4 separate regions of the Mus musculus genome follow, and regions 1, 2 and 3 are each linked to region 4. Evidence: chromatin contacts called from public Hi-C and promoter capture Hi-C data. All regions are on one chromosome and are shown on one strand. Each heading gives the region's core, a stretch centred on a gene start, on an enhancer-like site or on the middle of the called end of the contact. The rest is flanking DNA. Distances are from core to core; before and after follow the strand shown.

Region 1 (2,700 bases), core at 39-2,538, 360 kb after region 4:
AGCCATACAATAACTTCTGTTGCTATTTCATAACTGTAATTTTGCTACTGTTATGAATTGTAATGCAACTGTCTGATGTGTAGGATTTCTGATATGAGACCCCCATGAAAGGGTCATTTGACCCCCAAAAGGGTCATGACCCATGCGTTGAGAATCACAGATCTAATGTTTTGCCACCACTGATTTTTCTTTTCCAGTGAGCACCTGTATGACATCCATGGTTTCTGATTGGCCATGTTCTGTGTCAGTCACACCTTTGCATTTCTGTCCTTTTCTGGTCACCCAGTTGCTCCTTTTAGGCTCTCTCTCTCTCTCTCTCTCTCTCTCTTCTCTTCTCTTCTCTTCTCTTCTCTTCCAGATGCTGAAAAGGTCACTTTGGGCCACTGGTAGACAGTTCTTGCTCCCATCCCCCTCTTTTCCCATCCAGAGCCCCTCCCACACACAGGTTCTCATCTGGCTTGCAGGGACTCCTCTCCTCGGGGCTGCACCCCTGGGAGTGTGAGGTGGATGACAGTCAGCCCTGAGTGAGTGGCATTCCCACCAGGCAGGCTGCAGGCTCCTTCCACCTCCTGGGTCTGCACCACAGAGGTGGGGTTGGAAGCTCTTATCTGTGCTTTTAGTCTACTTCCCTTTGGGCACCTTGGATCTACACACCTGACCCTGGGAAACTCTCAGCTTAGTCCCCTTTATTGTGTCCTGAGGTCCTCACCTTGTTTTGGGGGTGGCTAGGACTCTAAACTATATGAGCCTCTTCCTGCTGTAAATGCCAGTAGAGATGAGATCTGATAGTGTACACTTTCAAGCCAGAAGACCCCCATCTTTTTGTTTTTCTTAAGCCGTCTGGGATCCAACACTGAGTACCACCTGTGCAGTTGGCAGCAAAAACACACACACATTGGCAGCAAAGGTCCTAGACCGTCCCAGAGGACTCTGCATTCTCGTGTAGTACTCCATTGGCAACTACTCTCAAGCTTGGCCCAGTGCTTTAAAGCCCCCTCACAAGAGATGAGACCCTGGTTCAGGGCACAGTGTGGACAGATCTCAGGTGGGCAGGACACCCAGCCCTCCCCTTCCCCACCCACTGTTTATGAAACAGGGCTAGAGTTTTACTAAAGACAGAACGGGCTTTTGGCTTCAAGCTGTTCTGGCCTTGTGCCTGGAAACAAATAAACAAAAACCTCCCGGAGGCCAAAAACTTACAAAATGCCTGGTGAACTGCCTGGAATTGGACAAGAGAGAAACACACAGGACAACAAAGGTTTAACATCCAGACCGTCCAGTTTGACATCAGGATGAGGGGCAGGAGCCAGTGAGCCACCCTTAGAGAACACATCTTCACTGACAATCTGATAGTCACACAGGCTGCGGGTCCAGAGTCCAGGAAGGTGGAGACATTTGGTGCAGGCCACAGGGTGCCCAGGTCCATCCCGAAGGCTGTGTCTCAGGCCCACATGGAGCAAGGCCACACTGGGTTACTGACAAAATCCTCCCTGATGTTTAACTGTGTTTAGTGGGCTGGGGAATGGTATGTTTATGTGTTTACAACATGTAAGTCAGGAGTGTTTCTCATGACTGTCTCTTAAAAGAGGCAAGCTTTAATTACTGAACCTTGTAGGAACACCACGGGCTACAGTGGCCTTGGCTCGGCAGAAGGCTGTGCTCTGTCCCCTGGAGAGGATGTGGTGACTGGCTCTCTGTCCTGTGTATGCTCCCTGCTACCTCCACAGCCCCTCCTGAGCAAGGGACTCTAGTTTCATAGCTGGCTGTGTCTGCCTGTGCCTGTGACATAAACAGACTTATGGCTTTGATGGTGTCACCTCTGAAAGCTGTGTGTGACCCTAGTGGGTGACAGGGGCTTAGCAGACTGAATCTTAAGCTGGACAGTCTGGCTAGGGTGGACTCCAAAAATCCCATGACAGTGTCCTTAGGAGGTGAGTGGGAAAGGCCACTTGGGGATGCACTTGTATGTCTTCTCTACAAACCACGCAATGCCAGGGCCCCCAGCCACCCAAGAATGGAGAGAGGCCTGGCATGGGTTTTCTCTCAACCTCTGAAAGAACTAACTCAGCCACCACAACCTGGGACACTTGGCCTCCACAGCTGGAAGAGTAAGTCACAGCTTTTAGCCACCAAGCTCCTGTTTTCTTAGATCAGCCTCAGGACACTCAAGCAGGAGCTGCAACTGACATGTGATAAACACCATGACCAAAGCAACTCATCGAGGAAAGCGTCTATAGTCCATCAGGAAGCAAAATCCAGACAAGAACTCAAGGCAGGAGCCTGGGGGCAGAAACTGAAGCAGAGGCCCTGGAGGAGAGGTGGGTACTTTCTTGCTTGCCCTGACTTACTCAATCTACTTTCTTATGTCATCCAAGACCACTTGTCCAGGGTGGACTTCCACCAATGACTGAGAAAATGCTCCACGGTCTCAGGTACAGCCCGATCTGAAGAATGCACTTCCTCGGTTGGCACACCCTCTTTCCCAGTAAGAGAGACAGCTTTGCAGCATGAGAGCACTAACCAGGCAGACAAAAGTCACTCACGAGGCCAGAGAAGCAGCACCACACTGGTGAAACTGTCCCCACTGGGGACGACGCATTAATGTCAACTCGGAGATTTCCTCTTGGCTTGCAGTTTCCCACCTGGAGAGGTTGTTACTCTAAAGAGCAGAGTGAGCTCAGGTCTAGAACCTGGAGGCTC
Region 2 (2,700 bases), core at 81-2,580, 420 kb after region 4:
TCAGTGATCATTTCCTTCCCATGTGTGAAGAAAAAGCCTAGCTTTATTTTATTTTTTTCTTTGTACTTTTTTGGTGGCTGGAGAGACAGCCATGGGTTCTGGGAACTTAACTCTTATGTTTTTGGTTGTGAGCCTAGCCTTTAAGGATGGAGTCATCTCTCCAGCTTGAGCTTGACTTTATTAAAGAGCATGTCTAAGACATGGGGAAGGGACTACACATGACATGTGCCAGTTCTTCCAGGACTCTCTGTAGACTACTCTCTGGGCATCACAGGTCAGTGTCTGTAACCTGACCAAGCTCCTTTCTGCAGAGAGGAAGGAATAAACCCCAGGATTCCAGGCTGCTATCATGGCAAGACTTTCTGCTATTTTGTCCCCAGTTATGTCTACCAGCTGCTTCCGTTAGGGTGGTGATGCTAACGGGAGCAAGAGGAAAGTGCTTTATAGGAAGTACAGACAGAAATATCTGGGAAATGAAGCTGAATACTGACAACGGAGCATGTGGCAAATCTGGGTGAGCCCTGGGAATGAGGGGCTCAAGTTGCAGTCGGAGGAGGTAGAAGCCAGCAGAAGCCAGCCTACATTTCCAGGCAGGGCAGGGCAGGAGCAGGAAGTCAAAGACACAGGCCTTTACTAGTCTCAAGTTCACAATAATGAGGTGAACAAAACAGAAGAGTTTTTATTTGGTTTGGAAAAAAAAGATCAAAAGTATTTCAAACTTTTACTTAACAGAGCGAATAAGGATTGGTTTTTTACATTCTAAAAGAACTACCATATGACAGAACTGGCAATGGGAAGCTGCTTCCAGGTACAGAGGGGCCTGCCCTTAGGTCCCCACTCCTCATCCCACACAGGTCTCAGATTTCCCATAGCATCTGCACTGCTCTTTCTGACACCTCAGTGGGTGGAGGGGGAGCGAGCCCTGGAAATCTTGGGAGGAAAACTGAGTCCATGGCTGTAGCAGAGACCCAAAGAGACACTAAGTCAGAGCTTCTGGGCTGCCTTGCTGCCTCTGGGCCTCCCTTCTGCAGGCTGGGCCCCATGGGCTCCCCTCACATCTGTTCAGTACGCCTGCATTCATTTGGCATGCCGGTTGGACCTCAGATCTGGGGTTAGTTGTGCAGGAGTCTGCCTGGGTTTGACCCCTAGGTCTGAGCTTGCATTTAGTTTTCATTTGCAAATTATAAATGCTGCCTCGCACAGGACCCTCTGGCTGCAGGGCAGTGCAAATCCAAATCTTTTCAAGTTGGGCCAAAAATTTGCCCTGAATTAAGAGATTGCAGCCTATTTACAATACAAAACAAAATAACTCCAGGAGAGCTTGGTGGTAGTATGAATAGATGCCATCATTCTCTTTCTGACGGGGCAATTTTCAAAGCAGCGATTTCTGTAAAGACTCAGGAAGAAAACAATTTTGTTTCATTTCCATAACAGAATCCAGACCTCAGCTTCACCTCACAATCTGTGATCAAACACAGCACAGGTTTTGCTAGGACAAGTTTGGCCATGTGTTGGCCCAACACACCAGGCGCTGTTGTGACTCTGAAGGTCAGAAGATCAGACAGGAGGCTTGGTCCCACTCTCTTATCCCAGGGGACAAGAGTACTGCAGAACCTCTGCCTCCTGAGGCCAATTTGGCAGCACAAGCTAAGGCTGTCTACACAGGTGGAGTAGATATCTTGACGGCTGCCTAGTTTTTTGTCATTTGTGTGTCTGAGTCTGTTCTCCAAGTGACTAGCTACTCGTATCACCTGGTTATAGAAATGCAAGGCCACCATAAACCAGAGAATGTCTTACAAATGTCATCTGACCCATGGATGCTCTGGTCACTGCACAGAAAACTATCTGGAGTACAAACTAGAGCGTGGCAAGAAAAGTCCACAATTCCCTAAGAGGCCTCTGTGGCCTGTATGGACAAGCATGTAGCACTGCTGTGAACGTACGCCATGAGGCACAGTGTACACATGAGGTGCGTAAGAGCTGTGGCCTAGTAAGATGCATTGTTAGACAACCTTCCCCAAAGAAAGGTGCCTGAGTTCCGTGAAAAAAAAACAAAAAAAACAAAAAAAACAAAAAAACCAAAAAAAACCAAAAACGCTCTCAGTCCCTTTGAAGCCCCAGATGGCCCCGCCCACCCCATAGTACTGTTTATGGAAAACACCTGGCAGCCATTACCCACTCGAGAGAGCAAGGCAATGATTTCTGTGACCACTGAGGCCCTGAGAACAAACAGGACATTATTTACACATTAAAGAAATGCTTACCCCAACACCACCACAAGGAAGCCTGACGAACACTGAGGTCAGCGAGCCTGTGGGGAGAAGGACAGGGTCAGAAGATCAGGGTAGCACTGGCTCTGTGAGTGCCCAGTCTGAAAAGCATGCTGTGGACCCTAGGACAAGACTGGTTCTTAGAGTCCCACAGGCTCTGCTGCAAGACTCTACCACCAGGCAGCAAGGGCAAGGAGAGTGGCTCTGCCAGAGTCTGAAAGGAAGCAGCGTTTTATGGGTAGGCAGCCACAGGAGGTGGGAGTGGGCCCCTGAGGAGTTGGCACAGCCTTGCACAGTCCAGACACCATGCTGCCCATACATCTTGTGGGTAGGGGAGCTTGTTTGTACCTGACAGTGTTCCTATTACAGAACAGAACCTCTTCTGTTGAGGGCTGGCAGATCTAGGGGTTAGGGGAGGCTGGTTGTGTTT
Region 3 (2,700 bases), core at 184-2,683, 300 kb after region 4:
CCTCTCCGGTCATCACCTCCTTGGTTAGAACCACAGCATCCCTAAGTTTTCTGTGGCTTCAGAGTCTTTTTTGATAGTTCCCAACCTGCTCTTTGTCTTTCAAAGTGAAGCACCTCCTTCCCTGGGGCCACTTAGTAGGTGCTAGTGTGTGCTCCTCATGGAAGTCTCTGCCCCATGCACCTGATGTGTCCTCTTTTTTGATCATTGCTTGCTCAGAGTTCAGGGACTCCTGACTGCTGTCCATCCCCTCTCTCCAGCCACCCATTGGTAGTTGGTGTGGGCAGCTCAGAAGGTGTGTCTAGATGCATTCAGGATGGGAAGGGACCCAGGTAGAAGGTGAGGCTCTCTAGAAGCCCAAGTGTTCCCCCAAGTTGGATGAGCAATGGGACCCCTGTGGTCTGATGGCATCCTCAGCTTCTAGTCCAGCTGTACTCAGCCTTCCATTTCCCCAACCTCTGTGGAATCGGAATCCCAGGAGTTAAGAGGGTCTTGGCGTTAGGGCTAGCAGGGTGTCAGTATGGGAAGTAGAAATCAGGAAGGCAGGCGCAGACTGGCAACTTGAACAAACTGACAGGCCTTAGGGCACTGTGGAGCCAAAAGTTCATCCTTTCCTCATTCTAGGGGCAAAGAGGTCAAGTCAGGTAGGGAAGCCTGCTGGACTTCTTTGTACTATAGATGACGGCCACACCCATAGTCTGTGGTCACTTTCCCTTCCACCTTTTGGAGTATCTCATGAGAAACCCAGCTGTATTTATTTGTGTGTGTGCTTGCGTGCATGCATGCATGTATGCACGTATGTGTATGCATATGTATGTGGATGCACGCACATGCACGTGTGTACTTTGTGCTTCTTCTGACAGTTGAGTAAGTCTCCTCTGCAGCAGCATCTGGCTTGCACTTTCACTGAGACGATTTACAGCATCCCAACCATGGTCTATCCTTGAGACGGTTTTCAGCGTCTCCCACTGTGGTCTAGTTTATATGTGTGTTTCTTCTGTCAGATCCTCTGACACTTTCTCTGCTTTTTTCAGCAACTAGCACCATCCTTTGCACATGCCAGACACTCAGCACATATGCTAGAAGGTGGATGAATGTGCACACGGGTGGCAGGAAAGAAGGGAGGGAAGAAGGAGTGGGAGAGAGAAAGAGTGAGATGAATGGAAAGATAGACATGTGGCAGACAGACACCTCCCATCCCTTCTCCTTGCCTCACTTGCTGGAGACTCACTAGTGTGGCATGCCTTCCTTCGGCCAACGTGAGGCCCTTATGAACTTCTTAGTGTCTAGGAGTCTGCTTCAAGGACCACTGACCCCTGCTTTCAGTCCAGCTGCAGCTCTGCAGCCTGCTCGAGCCAGGCAGAGCCAGAGTGAGCCACAGGAGGCCCATGCATGGGGCTCGGGTAACCCTTCAGTGGGGAGGCCATCTTGAGCCCAGATGTTTTACATTTGCCCATGTCTACAGACATGTGGGGGTCAAGGTGACATCAAGGGGGTTAGGCCAGGAGGCTCTCAGTCAAGAAGACTAATGAACCTGCCACTTGCTTCTGCCTGAGCCCCAGGCCCCTCCGGCAGATGAAGCCAACCCCCAAAGCCTACCCTATTGGGACAGCCCCTGCCATTCTTGGCTTTTCATGGACCATCCTGTGCTTCCCGTGGAGGGCTGGCTCAGCTCAGATATCAAAAGCCATTGTAATTATTTCCTCCCACTGAGGAAGGCTTCCATTTAGCTTTCTCCTCCCCCTCCTCTATTAATTATCTAATTATAACCACATTCTCCAATAGAGCAGCCTTTGACTCTCTGCCCAGGACCACTTAAAAAGGCTTAAATATTTGGAGTGCTCTGAACTTGAAAAAAAAAGAGGAAGGAGGGAGAAAGAGAGAGCAAGCAAACACACGTTGGTGTGTGTGTGTGTGTGCGCGCGCAAGTGTATGTCTCTGTGTGTCTGTATGTGTGTCTGTGTGTGAGTCTGTGTATGTATGTGTGTCCCTGTGTGTGTGCGCGCATGCCTAATTTTAGTGAAAATCTTAGATGTTTTAGATTGTTGTGATTCCAGAAGGGGGAAGCATTCCGGAGCTTTAAGAAGCACCTCTCAGAGCTCAGGTCTCAGGAACAGTATTGCTGAATGTCTGAGGCTTTTGCACACTGGTCAGTGAAGGGGTGGCGATGTGGTGTGCTGCCCTGAGCAGCCAGTAACAAGTCAGATGCAGTGTCTGCTGTGGCTGCAGCCCCGAGGATGGCTCTGACCTGGCCATTCCCTCCCTTAGTGGCATCATTACCCACCTGGATGAGACTTTCAGCATGCTGCTGATTCCTGGCAGCAGCTTGTGCCAACTCACATGTCTTCCACGCTCTGGGCACCGTGCAGCGGTAAAGCAAGCTTGAATTCATGGCCACCCCCTCTTATTCTGGCTCACCAACCAAATTCCATTTTCAATGAGCTCGAGGGGGGCAGAGATGAGTGGTGGAGGCCTGTTGTCAAAACCTCCAGACTCCTCAAGGACCTGGGCATCCCTCCTGCAGGTGCCCTTTCCCTGCCTGTCTCCATACCACCCTCTCCAGAATGCTGGGTTCAAAATCAGCTTTTGCTAAGGGAAGGTAGACTGCTGCTGAGCAGAGCACCCATAAGTGTGCATATATGATGCCTATGTATACCCATATATGTATGTGTAAGGGAATTGCCCCAGGGCTCATGGGTATGT
Region 4 (2,700 bases), core at 10-2,509:
TCCATTAGTCTTAACAAATTTTTTTTTTCCCGAGCCAAAGCAGTAAGTCCAGTTTTGCTTGAGTTTTGGTCTCAACGAAGTTCTCAGGCTAGGGTGACAGCCTGGAGTTTTATCTCTGTCCCCTCACCCGTGACACTCCCTTTTCTGGAAGCAAACTGACACCTACTATTCCACTCTGTTTCCGAAGCTGATTCCTTTAGTGACCTATGTGTGGAAGAGTGCATTATTTGTTCGTTATTGCTGGCTTATTTCACTGAGCAGAGATCCTCCAGGGTTGGCCATGTTGTAACCTGGGGCAGAGGCTTTTTAAAGGATATATGGATGGCCACGACACCACATTTTGATGCGCATTTGGGTGGTTTTACCCTTGAGGTATCCCAGCCAGGGATGTGCAGCCGTGGAGCAGAGCCATAAGGCTGAGCCACCTCTGGCTCTTTGCCTTGCAGCGTCATTGGTGTCACCTGTCCCTCGTGCCAACGGTGTTATCAAGACCAAACACCACTGCAGGAATCTCCCCGCTCCCCTCAAAACCCTCAGAGCCCGTGGCTCTGTTCCAGGATGCCTCACACAGCTCCACAGACCTGTGCAACTGAGCCAGTCTGGGCACGAGGATTTGTTGGGCACCTATAGTCGCTAGCTCCCAGCTGGTGTGCCATGACCACACAAAGATGCAGACAAGTCACAGCCGCGGTGTTGGAGACTGTGGCCTTGCCTCCATCTCACAGGACAGCGGGGCGCTTCTGTCTCCTTAAGGCGCGGTCTCCCCCCGGTCCACTGGGGTCCTCCCCCTGCAAGGTACCTTCCCTAAGTTGTGTAGAGGAGAATGAAAGGACCCGACAGCGTCCATGCTTAAGAACTGTTCGTAACGCAACGCACACAGTGTGACCGATGTAAAATCGGGAGTGCTTGAGGGAAAGCCACTCTGTCAACACGCCTTGACCAAGTTACAGACACTATTGGCTCCATGGAGACATTCTGGGCTGCCTTCGTCTAACACAACTTTGCAAGTCACCGACTCGGAAGGCACCGTTTGGAGTCTCGTAGAAAGGACAGCAGCGCAGCCCCACGTCACTCAACACCCTTCAGCCGCTGCGATAGCGGACCACAGTCCACTGGGCCGTAACGGTCCCGCCCACGTCCCGCCCTCCAGTGGGCGGGAACAGAATCGACCAACCAGGAGTTCCTGAGGCATGCAAATAAGCCTCCGCCCCCAGAGGAAAGGCGTTTCCCCAGAAGCTGCTGCTGTTGCCTCGGGAGACGCAGTTTGGTCAACCCCGCTAATCAGCAATCAAGTCCGTTAGCCAGGCCGGAAGTGGAGACCCCAGCACCCTCCGTCCGGAGCAGGAAGTACGAAAAGGAGGCTCATACTCCCCGGAAGCCGAGCCCTGGACACGCCCACCTGCCGGAAACGCCGGCGGTGCTTCTCTGACAGCGTTGCTCTCTGACAGGATTGCTGCGGAGGTGGACAGGCGGCGGGGTCAGGGCGGAGGCTGAGGACCAAGTAGGCATGGCGGAGGGCGGGACCGGCCCCGATGGACGGGCCGGCCCGGGACCCGCAGGTAACGTGCGCGGCTAGGGGTAGTAGGGAGCGGGGTTGCGTCTTGGGGTCAGAGTGTCCCTTGGGCGTCCGGGACTCGGGTCCTCGGTCCTCGCAGGCCAGATCCGAGGAATCGCGCCCGGGGTCAGTAAGTGTGGACGTTAGGCTCCGCGCGGCCCTAGGCGCGCGCCCCCGCTCCTGCCTGGCCTCTCGTGGACATCCCTCCCACGGAGGTTTCTTTCTGGTGGAGCTAGCCTTGTAACTGCCACCCTGTTAGCCCATCCCCGTCAGCGATGACCCTGGCTGGACCATGGGGTTCGGATCTTCTTCCAGGTATGAGCTCACTGGTCAGTAAGGGCCCTCAGAGGTCAGCCTTCGTGCGGACAGGTTCCCTTTCCCCATCCCGCCAGCCAGTCAGCGCAGTAGCTACTGGACAAACGTCCTCCGCCCCACCTCCACCCACCTTAACGACAGTGCTGTCCCCAGAGAGCTTGCTAGTGCCACAACTCTTACAGGGGCGCTTGACCCACCTGCAGAAAAAGGGTGACACTTGCCACCTGCCTTAAAGCTGCTCCACTTTGCAGTGCTGCTACAATGGAACTAACAATTCCCAGGAGAGTTTCCTGGTACGGCGTCCACCTTGGGGTCTTTCTGAACCTGCTGGTAGGTGTTTGGTAGGTGTGCTTCTGCACCCATCTCTGATTTTAGAGTTCACTGAGCTCTCTTCTGTATGCAGAAAATCTGAGAAAGCCACAATGTTGGTACAGTCTCTTGTCATTCCTCCCTCCATCAATTCAACAAACTTTGTGGATGATGTCCTATTGGCCTGACTCACCTGGGGCTATCGGGGTGACATGAAAAAGCAAGGCAAGGCCTCTACCACCAAGAGCTTTGGTTGTCATTGAATTTGATCTCAGGGACAGACAAGATCTTTGAGTGGATTGACCTGTCATGCAGGAATGAGAAATGGGAGAGAGGTGGTTGGTCAAAGGGTAGCTATTTCTTAAGGTACAGAATAGTCCTGTGGAAGAAAAAGTGGTTTTGCACCCCACCCCGACCCCAGTGTTGTTTTAGTGTCTGTTCTGTTTGTGTGTTTCCAGCTTGGGTAGAGGCACAGGTCTTCAGTGGGTAGTTGGATTAGATGATCAGAGAAGTCCGAAATT

The links. Promoter capture Hi-C pulls out the DNA fragments that hold promoters and counts their contacts. A called contact is a pair of places that touch in the nucleus more often than the background predicts.
Region 1: a contact with region 4 is called in a Hi-C map of uterus, with 2.1 times the contacts expected there. The contact joins the enhancer-like site here to the promoter of Asb1 in region 4. A contact is called at or near these places in 7 of 39 promoter capture datasets (the 3T3-L1 cell line, cranial neural crest, frontonasal cranial neural crest and 4 more), 1 of 484 Hi-C or Micro-C datasets (uterus), 10 of 115 datasets of contacts at active chromatin or transcription factors (SST interneurons, craniofacial prominence, embryonic forebrain and 6 more) and 2 of 9 other capture datasets (embryonic stem cells and pancreatic islet).
Region 2: a promoter capture Hi-C map of second pharyngeal arch cranial neural crest shows a contact between it and region 4, with 6 times the contacts expected there. The contact joins the enhancer-like site here to the promoter of Asb1 in region 4. A contact is called at or near these places in 9 of 39 promoter capture datasets (the 3T3-L1 cell line, 3T3-L1-derived adipocytes, cranial neural crest and 5 more), 3 of 484 Hi-C or Micro-C datasets (the STO cell line, cerebellum and cortical neurons), 11 of 115 datasets of contacts at active chromatin or transcription factors (craniofacial prominence, embryonic basal ganglia, embryonic forebrain and 8 more) and 1 of 9 other capture datasets (embryonic stem cells).
Region 3: a promoter capture Hi-C map of second pharyngeal arch cranial neural crest shows a contact between it and region 4, with 5 times the contacts expected there. The contact joins the enhancer-like site here to the promoter of Asb1 in region 4. A contact is called at or near these places in 3 of 39 promoter capture datasets (cranial neural crest, maxillary cranial neural crest and second pharyngeal arch cranial neural crest) and 5 of 115 datasets of contacts at active chromatin or transcription factors (embryonic stem cells, epiblast stem cells, fibro-adipogenic progenitors and 2 more).

The regions. Positions count from the first base shown.
Region 1 is chr1:91,902,518-91,905,217 of GRCm38.p6, forward strand. No RefSeq gene overlaps it. Among named protein-coding and RNA genes, the nearest start is that of Gm46242, 24 kb to the left of the region's middle. Within about 2 kb of position 1,289, at least 23 of the 459 cell types and tissues checked have an H3K27ac peak or open chromatin away from gene starts, as enhancers often do. A contact at or near this core is called in uterus, where this site is marked.
Region 2 is chr1:91,962,516-91,965,215 of GRCm38.p6, forward strand. It overlaps Hdac4 (histone deacetylase 4), which reads right to left. Exons shown (of 27, transcript NM_207225.2): 17 at 2,265-2,311. Among named protein-coding and RNA genes, the nearest start is that of Gm46242, 84 kb to the left of the region's middle. RefSeq lists an enhancer at 413-2,700. Within about 2 kb of position 1,331, at least 23 of the 459 cell types and tissues checked have an H3K27ac peak or open chromatin away from gene starts, as enhancers often do. A contact at or near this core is called in embryonic limb bud, embryonic stem cells and second pharyngeal arch cranial neural crest, where this site is marked.
Region 3 is chr1:91,843,403-91,846,102 of GRCm38.p6, forward strand. All of the region lies in intron 1 of Twist2 (twist basic helix-loop-helix transcription factor 2), which reads left to right. Among named protein-coding and RNA genes, the nearest start is that of Gm46117, 13 kb to the left of the region's middle. Within about 2 kb of position 1,434, at least 19 of the 459 cell types and tissues checked have an H3K27ac peak or open chromatin away from gene starts, as enhancers often do. A contact at or near this core is called in second pharyngeal arch cranial neural crest, where this site is marked.
Region 4 is chr1:91,539,306-91,542,005 of GRCm38.p6, forward strand. It overlaps Asb1 (ankyrin repeat and SOCS box-containing 1), which reads left to right and starts at 1,260. Exons shown (of 5, transcript NM_001039126.2): 1 at 1,260-1,559. The coding sequence starts at 1,508.